Regions from separate parts of the Gossypium hirsutum genome. Here all the other regions are linked to region 2. Evidence: chromatin contacts called from public Hi-C data. All regions are on one chromosome and are shown on one strand. The core of a region is the stretch at or near the end of the contact, and the rest is flanking DNA. Distances in the headings are between cores, read along the strand shown. Region 1 holds the start of LOC107962088 (pre-mRNA-splicing factor ATP-dependent RNA helicase DEAH7). Region 2 has its middle 11 kb from the start of LOC121225066. Region 3 holds the start of LOC107919989 (sucrose transport protein SUC8).

The links. A called contact is a pair of places that touch in the nucleus more often than the background predicts.
Region 1: a Hi-C map of leaf shows a contact between it and region 2, with 2.4 times the contacts expected there. The contact joins the promoter of LOC107962088 here to the enhancer-like site in region 2. A contact is called at or near these places in 3 of 34 Hi-C or Micro-C datasets (all in leaf).
Region 3: a contact with region 2 is called in a Hi-C map of leaf, with 1.8 times the contacts expected there. The contact joins the promoter of LOC107919989 here to the enhancer-like site in region 2. A contact is called at or near these places in 3 of 34 Hi-C or Micro-C datasets (callus, leaf and petal).

The regions. Positions count from the first base shown.
Region 1 is chrD13:44,441,869-44,445,578 of Gossypium_hirsutum_v2.1, forward strand. LOC107962088 (pre-mRNA-splicing factor ATP-dependent RNA helicase DEAH7) reads left to right here and starts at 2,165. Exons shown (of 15, transcript XM_016898322.2): 1 at 2,165-2,505; 2 at 3,027-3,248. The coding sequence starts at 2,502.
Region 2 is chrD13:44,092,659-44,096,342 of Gossypium_hirsutum_v2.1, forward strand. No RefSeq gene overlaps it. Among protein-coding and RNA genes, the nearest start is that of LOC121225066, 11 kb to the left of the region's middle. Within about 2 kb of position 1,878, at least 5 of the 9 cell types and tissues checked have an H3K27ac peak or open chromatin away from gene starts, as enhancers often do. A contact at or near this core is called in leaf, where this site is marked.
Region 3 is chrD13:43,650,273-43,653,800 of Gossypium_hirsutum_v2.1, forward strand. LOC107919989 (sucrose transport protein SUC8) reads right to left here and starts at 2,129. Exons shown (of 4, transcript XM_016849457.2): 1 at 715-2,129. The coding sequence starts at 1,932.

The DNA of each region.
Region 1 (3,710 bases), core at 915-3,414, 350 kb after region 2:
ATTGGTCTTTGGGCATACTCTAATAGTGACACCCCAGTCTTAGGAATTAGGGTTGCCACCTCACCTTATGCGGGATGGGTCACTAGACTTATCTCATGTATTAGGTACAATTATATATTTTATCTAGTATCTAAACCAACTTATGTAATTTATCCAACCCAATAAATGAATTTTCTATTCTCAAAATATTATTTATTTGAATTAATTTCCTAATTAAATTATTTTTTCAACCTAATTCAACTTTCGTAAGTCATGAAGACTTTTATAGTACTAGAATCTATGAGTAAATAAATTTAATGTGAGGGTTGGGCCATTGTGCTTGGGCTATGAGGGCTCACAGCCACATGAATAATTCAATGTACTCATCAGTGCCTGACCCTGAGATTTGGATCATCCAATGCATATTAGCATGGCATAATTATCTTGTTTGAATCGAGGTTTGAACCCAAACTTCTCCTCAGGATAGATAGGGTAATTCAGGTAAGATCCAATATAGATCCAACTTTCTATTCACTCGTGGGATCTGGGCAGTTCGGGGGGACCACCATGGCTCCTCTCTTCTCGATAATCCATACATCCCTTATCAGTGCATGGATAGCTATCTCTCGAGCATAGGTTTAGGTTTGGCCTCAATGGTAAAAATAAATAGAGCATCTAACAACGTATCTTCACAGACTAAGAACTACAAGATTGCCCCTTTCATCTTGGGGTGACGGAGAGATCGTACCATTCGAGCATTTTTTTCATGCTTTTTCCAGAGGTCCAAAGAAAGCTGCAATCAATAAGATTTTCCTAATCCTCCCTTCATGAAAGGAAGAACATGAAATTCTTTTTCCTTTCCGCAGGGACTAAGAGATTGGATCTAGCAGTAAGAAGAATGCTTGGTTGATAAATAATTCACTTCTTGGTCTTCGACCCCTCAGTCACTACGAACGCCCTCGATCAGTGCAATGAGATGTGTCTATTTATCTATCTCTTGACTCAAAATGGGAGCAGGTTTGAAAAAAGATCTTAAAGTGTTTAGGGTTGGGCCAAGAGGGTCTCTTAACGCCCTTTTTTTTCTTCTTCCCATTGGAGTTATTTCTTATTTCTTAAATACTTGCTGTGGTAAGGAAGAAGGGGAGAACAAGCACACTTGGAGAGTGCAGTACAACGAAGAGTTGTATGCTGCATTTGGGGAGGATAAATCGCTTCCAAAAAGGAATGTATTGATTCTCTCCTAATTGGTTGGATCGTAGGTGCAATGATTTACTTCACAAGCGAGGTCTCTAATTCAAGTCCAAGATACCTCAGCTGTGCCAAGTTGTTCAAGAATAGTGGCATTGTTGAGTTTCCTGATCCTTTAACTTAGGATTAGTTAGTTCTATTTCTCGATGGGGGTAGGGAATGGATATAACTCAGCAGTAGAGCATCACCGTGACGTGGTGGAAGTATCAGTTCGAGCCTGATTATCCTTAAACCCAATTGACTGAATAACTCAAACTTTGCAAAGGTTTTATTACCATTACAAATATTAGCGGGCCAAGCCAAACTACGTGTGTCAATACCCAATTTAAAAAACTTTTCCAACTTCAAGCTCATTTTACCTGAATCACCCATTTCATTGTTTAAAAATAATAAAAATTATTTTATATTTAAATTTAATTATTAAAAGTAATATCAATATAACCTGTTTATATTTTTATTATTTTAAATGGTAAAACAGGCTGAGTTCGACTAGTCTAAGGTTAAAAATATAAATCTAAGCCTAACCCTATTTTGGGCTAGGTGGGTTGCATGGGTGGTGAACATTTCTAATTATCATTTAAAGAGTAGATAACATATATTTTTCTAAATTTTGAAAAGTTTTATATTCTTCATGATTTAAAATTTAAAATGAAATTTAAAAGATTTTAAATTTTTTTAAAACTTTAAAAAAATTTTAAACTTTTATTTTTGTAATATTTATGTACTTTTAAAGAATAAGGACCAAATTAATAAAAATTATAAACATTGAAGACTACTAAATTATTTTACCATTTTTTAATTGCTACAATGATAATTTTAACCGTAAAATTAGATGAAGAAATAAAGATTTTTAAATTAAAAAAATAAAAAATTTAATATCTCAAAATTAAAATGTAGAGACTTCCTTTTAAATTTCAAAATAGTATAGGCACCTCTCACATACTTAAACCAAAAACAAATATAGGGTACTGCATTCACTACACCGTAAGTTCTTTCTTTCAATTGTTTGGAGAGTCTTTTCCCTTCCTTTTATCATCATCTTCCTCCTACCATCGTACATCTCTCTCTCGTCTCCGCAAATCAATTTTTTTTTCTTTTTCTTCTCTTCTCATCTCAGTTCTCCCACACCGCCGTGTCCGCTGTTTTTTTCGGGATCTGACCCGTATCCCGTGTCGGAATCCCTGTCGGATCGTGTCGGGTACTGCATCCCAAATTGCTGAGTTCGGGAAACGAAGGATATATCATTCATCTCAACCTTATTGTATAAATTAACTATGAGTAAGTTTGCTAGTAGTCTTGCTTCTTCACTTTCAAAATCTTGTTCATGTACAAGTATCAATTTAGGGTTTGGAGGTGAAATTTTTAGATGACCTGATTCTTTTGGTTTTCTTCTACTTAGCTATGTTTTCTGTGACTTTGGATAGCAATTTGTCTTTTAAGTAGTGTTTTTTGTGCTCTTATTCAGCTTTCATAGTAATAATTGCTCCTCCGTGTACGGTCTGTTCTGATGGTTTTGTTCTTGAGAGTACTTTCACCGCTTTGTTTTCTCTGATATCTTACCATGACCCATGATTTTATTCAATTCTCTCTTTGTCTAGAAAAAGAGAAAAAAAAGTAATAGCATATTAGTTCTATTGCTTAAATTTGCTTGGCACTTTTACATTTTTAATTATCTGTAACACCTTACTGTTTTCTTCTTCCTATGGATACCATTACAGCTTGCAGTTGAATGTTTCTTTTTGGTATTTCTGCCTCCAATTCGCCTTCTGTTTGTTGATTGAATTTTTTTAAGCTATTAGGTTTGGACGTTGGTGCTAGAGAGAAGCAAGGAAATCCTAAAGTTGATGATGGATTCAAGGTTCCAAAAGAAAAAATCACCTGCATTGCGGCATCTGTTGATGTGGATGAAGGGTTTGAATCTTCTGGAGTTGAAGAAACTAGGAGTACTGTTACAAATGGCAGCCGAAGCCACACTAACAGACGCTATCGTGATAAGACAGCTAGTGTACCAACTAATTCTGGTAGGCTTTTTATTTTTATTTTGTTTTTAATAAGCTTAGTAATGGTTTTTAATTAAGAAACCGTTTTTTCTTTTTTAAATGTAAAACTTTTATAGTAAGTAGCAACATAACTAAATCATCATATGCTGATAATGAGAAGATTTATTGTTCCTATTCCCTTGGCTCCAAATATTTTGGTTCAAAACTTGATGTTTAAGTGCATGCTTGAGTATTTGGCAATCAATCCTGTGAAATGGTTTATTAAGGTTGCATAGAAGCATATAGGCCAGGCATAATCTGTTCTTACAATTTATGATTGTTTTTTGGTCTCTCCTCTCCACAAACTGTCTAATGTATTTGGCAGAATGAGATGATGTTATTTATGCCTATACATGCATTTCTCTCTGTGGATGGGTAACCTATATCTTTGATTTGAGGCATAGTATGATGACAGCATAACTTATTGCGGAAGTTATACAACCA
Region 2 (3,684 bases), core at 628-3,127:
AGAAAAAAATTATTTAATTAAGGGCTTAAAGATTTTGAACTTCAATTCGAGTTTTTCTGAAAAGTTATACACATTTCCAAAACCCATATGTAGCTATCTTCGGAACACAAATTAACACTTATTTAATCAAATTTATTATTTTAAATATCACGGATAAATCTATAGTACAAAAAAAATTCAAATTCCAGCCAACTTTCATATGTTTTTCTAAATAATTTTCCAAACATTCCTCCCCTCCAAAATTTGTTTAGCTCTGAATTAACTCCTTGGCAGAAAGCTGGGATTCCAAAACATTGTATAGCAAATATGGGAATAACGGATGCAATTGACTTCGTAAGGATCTCCCTCCCTGTTTGAGAAACTAGTCTTCCTTTCCAATTTTGATTTTTAGAACGTAGTTTATCCATGATAAACCCCAATGTTTAGGATTTTTCCTCCTTGGGAGCCCCAAACAAATCAAGTTGGCTTTATGATTGGAATTCTCATTCTTCCTTGGATTCCGTTTTTCACAATAGAAGAGGTATTTTATGAAAATAAAATAGATGTTTCTGATCGATCAAGGATTGACTCGTAACATCTTAAAACGGGTTAAGAACAGTAAAAATAACTTCACAACTTCGATTTGTCACACTTGTGAAAAATAGATAATCGTCTGCAAACAAAAAGTGTACGTGATAGTGTACAACATCTTTGATTGATTTTAAATGCTTTAAGATCACCTTGTAGTTCGGCTTTTTCCAAAAGCTTTGAAAACATGTTTACCTCCAGGAGAAAGAGGTAGGGGAGAGTGGTCTCCTTGCAATAATCCCCTTATTAAAATAAACTAACCTTTACTAGCCTCTATAAATAGAAGCATGGATTTAACTATTGAAACACATTCGCGAATCCTATTGACCATCGTTTACAAAAACCCATTCTCTCCACTAGTCTCTTGAAGAAGGACCAATTCACTTTTTCACAAGTCTTGACAAGATCTAACTTGGTAGCCGTATATCCTTCCTGCTCCCACTTTCATTTTTACAAAAGGCATGGAAGGCCTCAAGGGCCAATAAGATATTATCTTGTATCGCTCTATCAGCAAAGAAAGTAGATTGTGTACATTATATAACTTTCAAAATGAGAAATTTCATCCTTGAAGCCATGATTCAAGCTATAATTGTAAAGATAGATTGCAACAACTGATTGGGCGAAAATTAGCAAGTGCTTCAGAATTTTTTTTTCAAGTTTGGAGTAAGGATTGTGTTATTCTTGTTAATATCATCCGGTTAAAATTGAAGAAATATTTAATCAACTTAAATGTTTTCTATTTTTTTTGGTATAAATACAATTGTCTTCATCCATTTCAAGTAAAGCCTTCACGACAATGTCAATTTCAAAATTCAAACTTGATTCAAATACTGAAAAAAAAACTCTTTTAGTATCTTTATTTGAAATAAAAAAAAATTATAATTTGCATGCCCTATTTAAAAATATTCTAATTTAACTTTAGATTGTATTATTTACGAATATGAATGTGATTTTACTTATAATTATATTTATAAACTCTTTAAAGAAAATTCATGACAAAATTATTGATCTTTCGTTGCTCTTACTAAATCTTTTTTAATAGATTAGTTGTAATTTTCTAAGGCATGAGATTTGTTATATAAATTTTGATTTTTGTTGGCTATTCATCTTAGATAATTCTTTCTATAAATCAGTATAACAAAATTGATTTCAACTTGTAACCGTAAAACTTGCAATTTTCTGGAGGTGCTGTTTCTCAGGTCAGCTGCACGACAGCTTCATTAGACCTTGGCTCTCTCTCCCCTCCTCCTCTGCCACGGTGGTGATTGTTTTTCTTTGTGAACTAAACCTTGGGCTTTGGCCCATATCCTTTAAACTTACTCTGTGATAGATGCGGTTCAATGTATTTATTTGGGCTTTGGCCCATATCCTTTGTACTAACTCTATGGTGGATGGAGTTCAGTTGACCAAACAAATTAACTTGTAATCGCAAAACCATTCATTCGACATTTACTTCATCATAGTGTTTACCATGTATCTTGATGTATTTTCAATGTTGGAAAGTAATTTATTTCCGTGTGAGTCTTTTCATTCTTACAGAATTTTCATACATTTCAAATTTATTTTATTCAATTATTTAAAATTTGTACTTCCCTATTTATTTAAATTAAACTATTAAAATCATTTACTTCAAATAAATAATTATTACATATTTAATTTATCATCATATGTAATATCTCACACTCGACTTAGACGTTATGGTCGAATATTGAAAAATTACGCAAACTCGTTTTAAAACTCCATATTTTAAACTAGAAAATTGTGTGTTTCGAAAATATTAATTTTGACAAATCTTTTACAGTTTTTCAGAAAAATACGCGTTGAACTTATTTATTTAACAACAAAAAACACTTATTTGGTTACTTAGTTTTGCAATGGAAATTCTAAAGTTCTTAATTTGTAAAATATGATTTCAAAATGAGAAAACATATAATTTACAAATTATCAAAAACAAAATCCAGCAGAAAATCCAAAAACAAAAAATAAAGTCCAAAATATTTATACAGTCCAAAAAGTCTAGAATTAAGTTTAAAATTATAAATAGACTTTTTATTTAGCTAAAATCCAATCCAGACTCCCACACACCGCCTGATCCTAAGTTTGTTGATTACTTGAGAAGATAAATTATTGGGTGAGCTAATAAAGCTTAATGTGTAACTTAGCCCTCATGCACATAACAGATATTAGACAATCATACAGATTCAATAAATAAATAGACAAGGATAACAAAACATTTTTGTGCAATGCAACATATTAAATAGATCAGACACAAATGGTATTGGATCGATGGTACGTCCCGTGGCACAACGGAAAAAATATTCTAGCAATCATCAACGACAGATCCATGTACAAGGATCAAGTCTAGTTGAAAAAGGGTTGAAGATATACCTTAGAAAACTGAAGAATGGCGAATAACGTTGTTGGTTGAATTCCTTTGGGTGATGCCAATCCTAGTCGCAACAAAAAAAATTGTCTTGGCCTCTACGTAGTCCACCCAGTTAAACAAGAAATAGTTAAAACTATTTGAACCCTTTCAAAGTGAATCCAAAATCCAGCTACTAGACCCTTTGAATTTTTCTTACTTATTCACTCCCACATGATCAGGGATTATCTTCCTTTTATTAATATCATATATTAAAACAGAATAATTTCCTTTTACTTTACAGAGAAAATCATGGAAGATATTGAAATTATATTATTTCCAAAAGAATACTAACTTTCATAAATATTAACTCTATAAAAAAGTTGTGAATCGTATCCACCAGGTTATACTATCCGTCAGGCAATATTGTTCGTCGGGCGATATTATCTGCCAAGTGATTCTTATCCGCCAATGATAAGAATCCACCATAGTTGTATATAAGAGGGTATATGCCCATTCTATTGCTGTGAAGTTTGTTCACTTTAACCATTGGGTGTGAACCTATAAGTTCTTGTAACGTTTGTAGTAATACTAGAACATTTCTAATCTTACAAGCAATGAGTGACATCTAGCAATGCATCAGTACTACCCAAGTTACAATAAGTCGTGATTCGACATAACATTTCTGTGATAAACTTTTCATGTATCATATCCTTTTATCATTTATATCTACATTGGACACAAGTCATGGTATA
Region 3 (3,528 bases), core at 879-3,378, 440 kb before region 2:
ATAAACTCTAAACCTTACTTTACTTACCTAACCTTCTATCATTCCATTTAAAAAGGGAATTGGGTATGTATTGTGAAGGCAACAATTTTCCTAAAACTTTTATAATCTTTAGCCAACCAAATTTGCATCACTTTTTTTTTTGTTCTTTCTTCTTTTTAACTCTGAACCTGCATCATTTTATATATAAGCAAAAATTAAAGTGGTGATGCATATTCAATTTTATTATATTTCAATGAGCCTCTACATTTTACCTTCAACAAAACATTGAGCCTCTAAAATTTTAAAAGTAAATCTTTCTTATGTCCATAAATTTTCCTAAAATTGTACTATCACATGAATTTTTTTTTTTAGTTTTTATCAGAATTAATAGTATCTTAACATTCTTGAAATTTATTTCAACTTTTATTAATATTTTTTGTTAATATTTTATAAATATAATTTGTTGTGTACTTGTCATGTTTTAAGTATATACCATTAATGTGTGTTAATTTAAAAGCCCAAATAAATTATAGAAAATGATCCAAAGAAGTCTGAAAATTACTTAAAAACCAACAGGTGATGATGATGAAGAAAAATAATTTGATGGTGAAGGTGTGTCCGTGATTTAATAGTGAATCACGGAGGGTGACTTAAACCTTTTTCCATTACGTAGCATCACACATTTATGAAAGAGCCGGAGATAAGTGTTAAGAAAGGTAAAAAAGGAAAACTAACCGCAAGTGGAATACCCAACAGCCCAAACAAAGCCAAGGCAGAGGTTTTGATGCTGGTTGGTGGAGGGGTCAAGATTTGTGGTCCATGTTCACCCCTCCATGCCTCCGCCACCTTGGTGACCCAAACCGTCGCCGCCAAGCATGCTGCCAATATCAAGTTCACCACCCCCCACATGTTCTTCACTCCACCTATCAACCGGCTCACAGGCTCTAACCCCAACGACGCGAACGCCAACACTATGGAGTTTATCATTAGACCCAACGCACCCGCACGCACTCCCTCGTCGTACAATTTTTGTTGGCTTGCACTCCCCTTCACTTTCCCTCCGTATACTTCCGCCCCCATCCAGTCAGTGTCGTACAACAAGAATGGAAACCACGCCATCCAATTAAGGCATGTCACCAGAAGCAAGAACCACATTGGTTTTTTCAGGGTCTTGAATGCCATCACTAACTCCGCAAAGAAAGCCCGCCCCGATGACCTTCCTTCGTTGTCCTCTTCGTCTCCAGCTTCCTTTCTTGTTATGGGTGTCTCTTTCACGGTGGTAATGGCGGTTATTGTGATAGACAGGAGGAAAACAATGTCAATTATGAAACAAGTTTTGAGGTTTGCACAGTAAACATCACAGGCGGTTGTTTGTGTGAAGGGTAGGAGCTTGTGGAGACCTGAGAAGGAACCAGCTGCGTAACCTAAAACGTTGCCAACAGCCATGAAAAACGAGAACCACGCATTGGCGATCCTCATTCTTTTATGATCATTCGACGAAAGGTCAGCCAAGAAAGCGCGGCATGGACCTTGTAACATGTTGTTAGCCACATCGAGGATCCAAAAACCTGTAACGAATATGGCGACGGCTCTAGGCTTTGTGGGATTTTGCAGTGAATCACCAGATCGGTGACCGATGTCTTTGGCGAAGCCAATCATGAAAACAGCGACGGCAACGAAACAAGCTCCAGCAGCAATGAAGGGTCGGCGACGACCGATGCGAGAGGTACAACGGTCACTGCTGTAGCCTACAATGGGTTGAACGACGAGGCCGGAGATGGGACCACAAAGCCAAATGAAAGCAGCCCAGACGTGAGGAACACCAAGGGTTTGGACATAAGGGGTTAGAAGAGAAAGTTGCAGAGCCCATCCGAATTGGATCCCGGCGGCAATGGCTGCAATCACCACAATATTCCATAGCGGGATCGGGGTGACGGTTTGACCTGTCTCCATGGCGCTCTTATCATACAGATAAAAAAGAATAACAAGAAACTGATGATTGATGGAAAAGTGCAATCAGCATATATGGTGTATATATGTCTTGATGGTGTGAAGTGTGAGTGAATCATAAATAAGATGATATTTATATAGGGCATAAGAAACTATAAATGGTTAAAAATAGTTAATAACTTTTAAAATAAATTTGAGTGTGTACAAGTATATACTATTTGTGGATTCAATATATGTATAAAGCTTGGTTGTAACGAGTCCAAGTAAGTTGCCCAATTGATGGAATCTCATAATTACATCTTTCCTATTTTGGCCTTCTTTTTTTTCGCTTTGGGTGAAAGGAACTTATTTAATTTTAAATTAAAGATTCGAGACTTGCGTCGAGGTTAAATGTTTATTCAATTATAGTACTTATTATTATTATTATTATTATTATCATATTTAATTTGTTTCTACCGCCAAATAAGCTAAATTCAATTGGCGCCATTTCCGTTGAAATCGTATGAGAATTTTGTATTAGGATTAATATTATATTTGGACGAAGTATAGAAATGTTGATTAAATTATTATTCGTGCTGTATTTTTGTTATTAAATTTTGGGATAAATTTTAAAATTATACATGTACTTTGGTTTAATGCGCAATTGTATATATAAGTTTTAATTTGGTGCAATTATACACATGAAACTTTAATTGTGATTTAAATGTATACTTGAAACTTTAATTTTGATTTAATAATGTGCATTTAAAGAAATAAATACATTAATTTTTATATTAGATAAATATAATTATTTATGTATACAATATATAAACATAAAATGATATTATATCAATAATTGTGTTAATAATTTACAATAATTGGATTAAATCAAAATTTCATGTGTAAAATTGCACAAAATCAAAGTTCAAATATGCAATTGCACATTAAACTATCTTTCCTGTATACTTTTGGGATTTATCCTTTAAATTTTTATTTTTTTATGTTAATCATTAATCTATTTGGAATCAAAATTTTTGGAGCCATTTAAAATTTGACGAAAATGCTAACATGAGTTTATTTTATTGGTTTGATAACAAATTTAACCCTCTAATACTAACACATTCTATCAATTTGATTTTAAATATAAAATAATTTTAAGACAATAGATATGCCACATGCCAGGAATAGGGGGCTTTTTTACGCAATTAATCCAAAAAAATAATTATTTATGAAATGGTCCAAGTAAAAAAAAATGTACGTAAATGACTTGTTCTCGACAATGACAGCCAATGCCGCCTGACACACCGGCGGCGACGTCCCCTCATTATTAGCCAATCATTGGCTTCTTAAAAAAATATTTTTTTTGGGTGATGCCACTATGTCAGGCAGCACAATTATGTATTTTTTAAAATACTCGTTAAAAATACAGGTATTCACAATGGAGAAAAAAAGAAAAGAAATTTTAATGGGGGTTATCGATATGTTAGGTGACACCCGTTAAAATATTTTTAAAAAATATTTTTTAGGTGTTGTCGTCGTGTCAAGCAGCACCGGTGATATTTTAAAAAAAATTGTAGAAAAAGTAGTTCAAAGCTTTGGTCATTGTTTTAGAAGATTTTG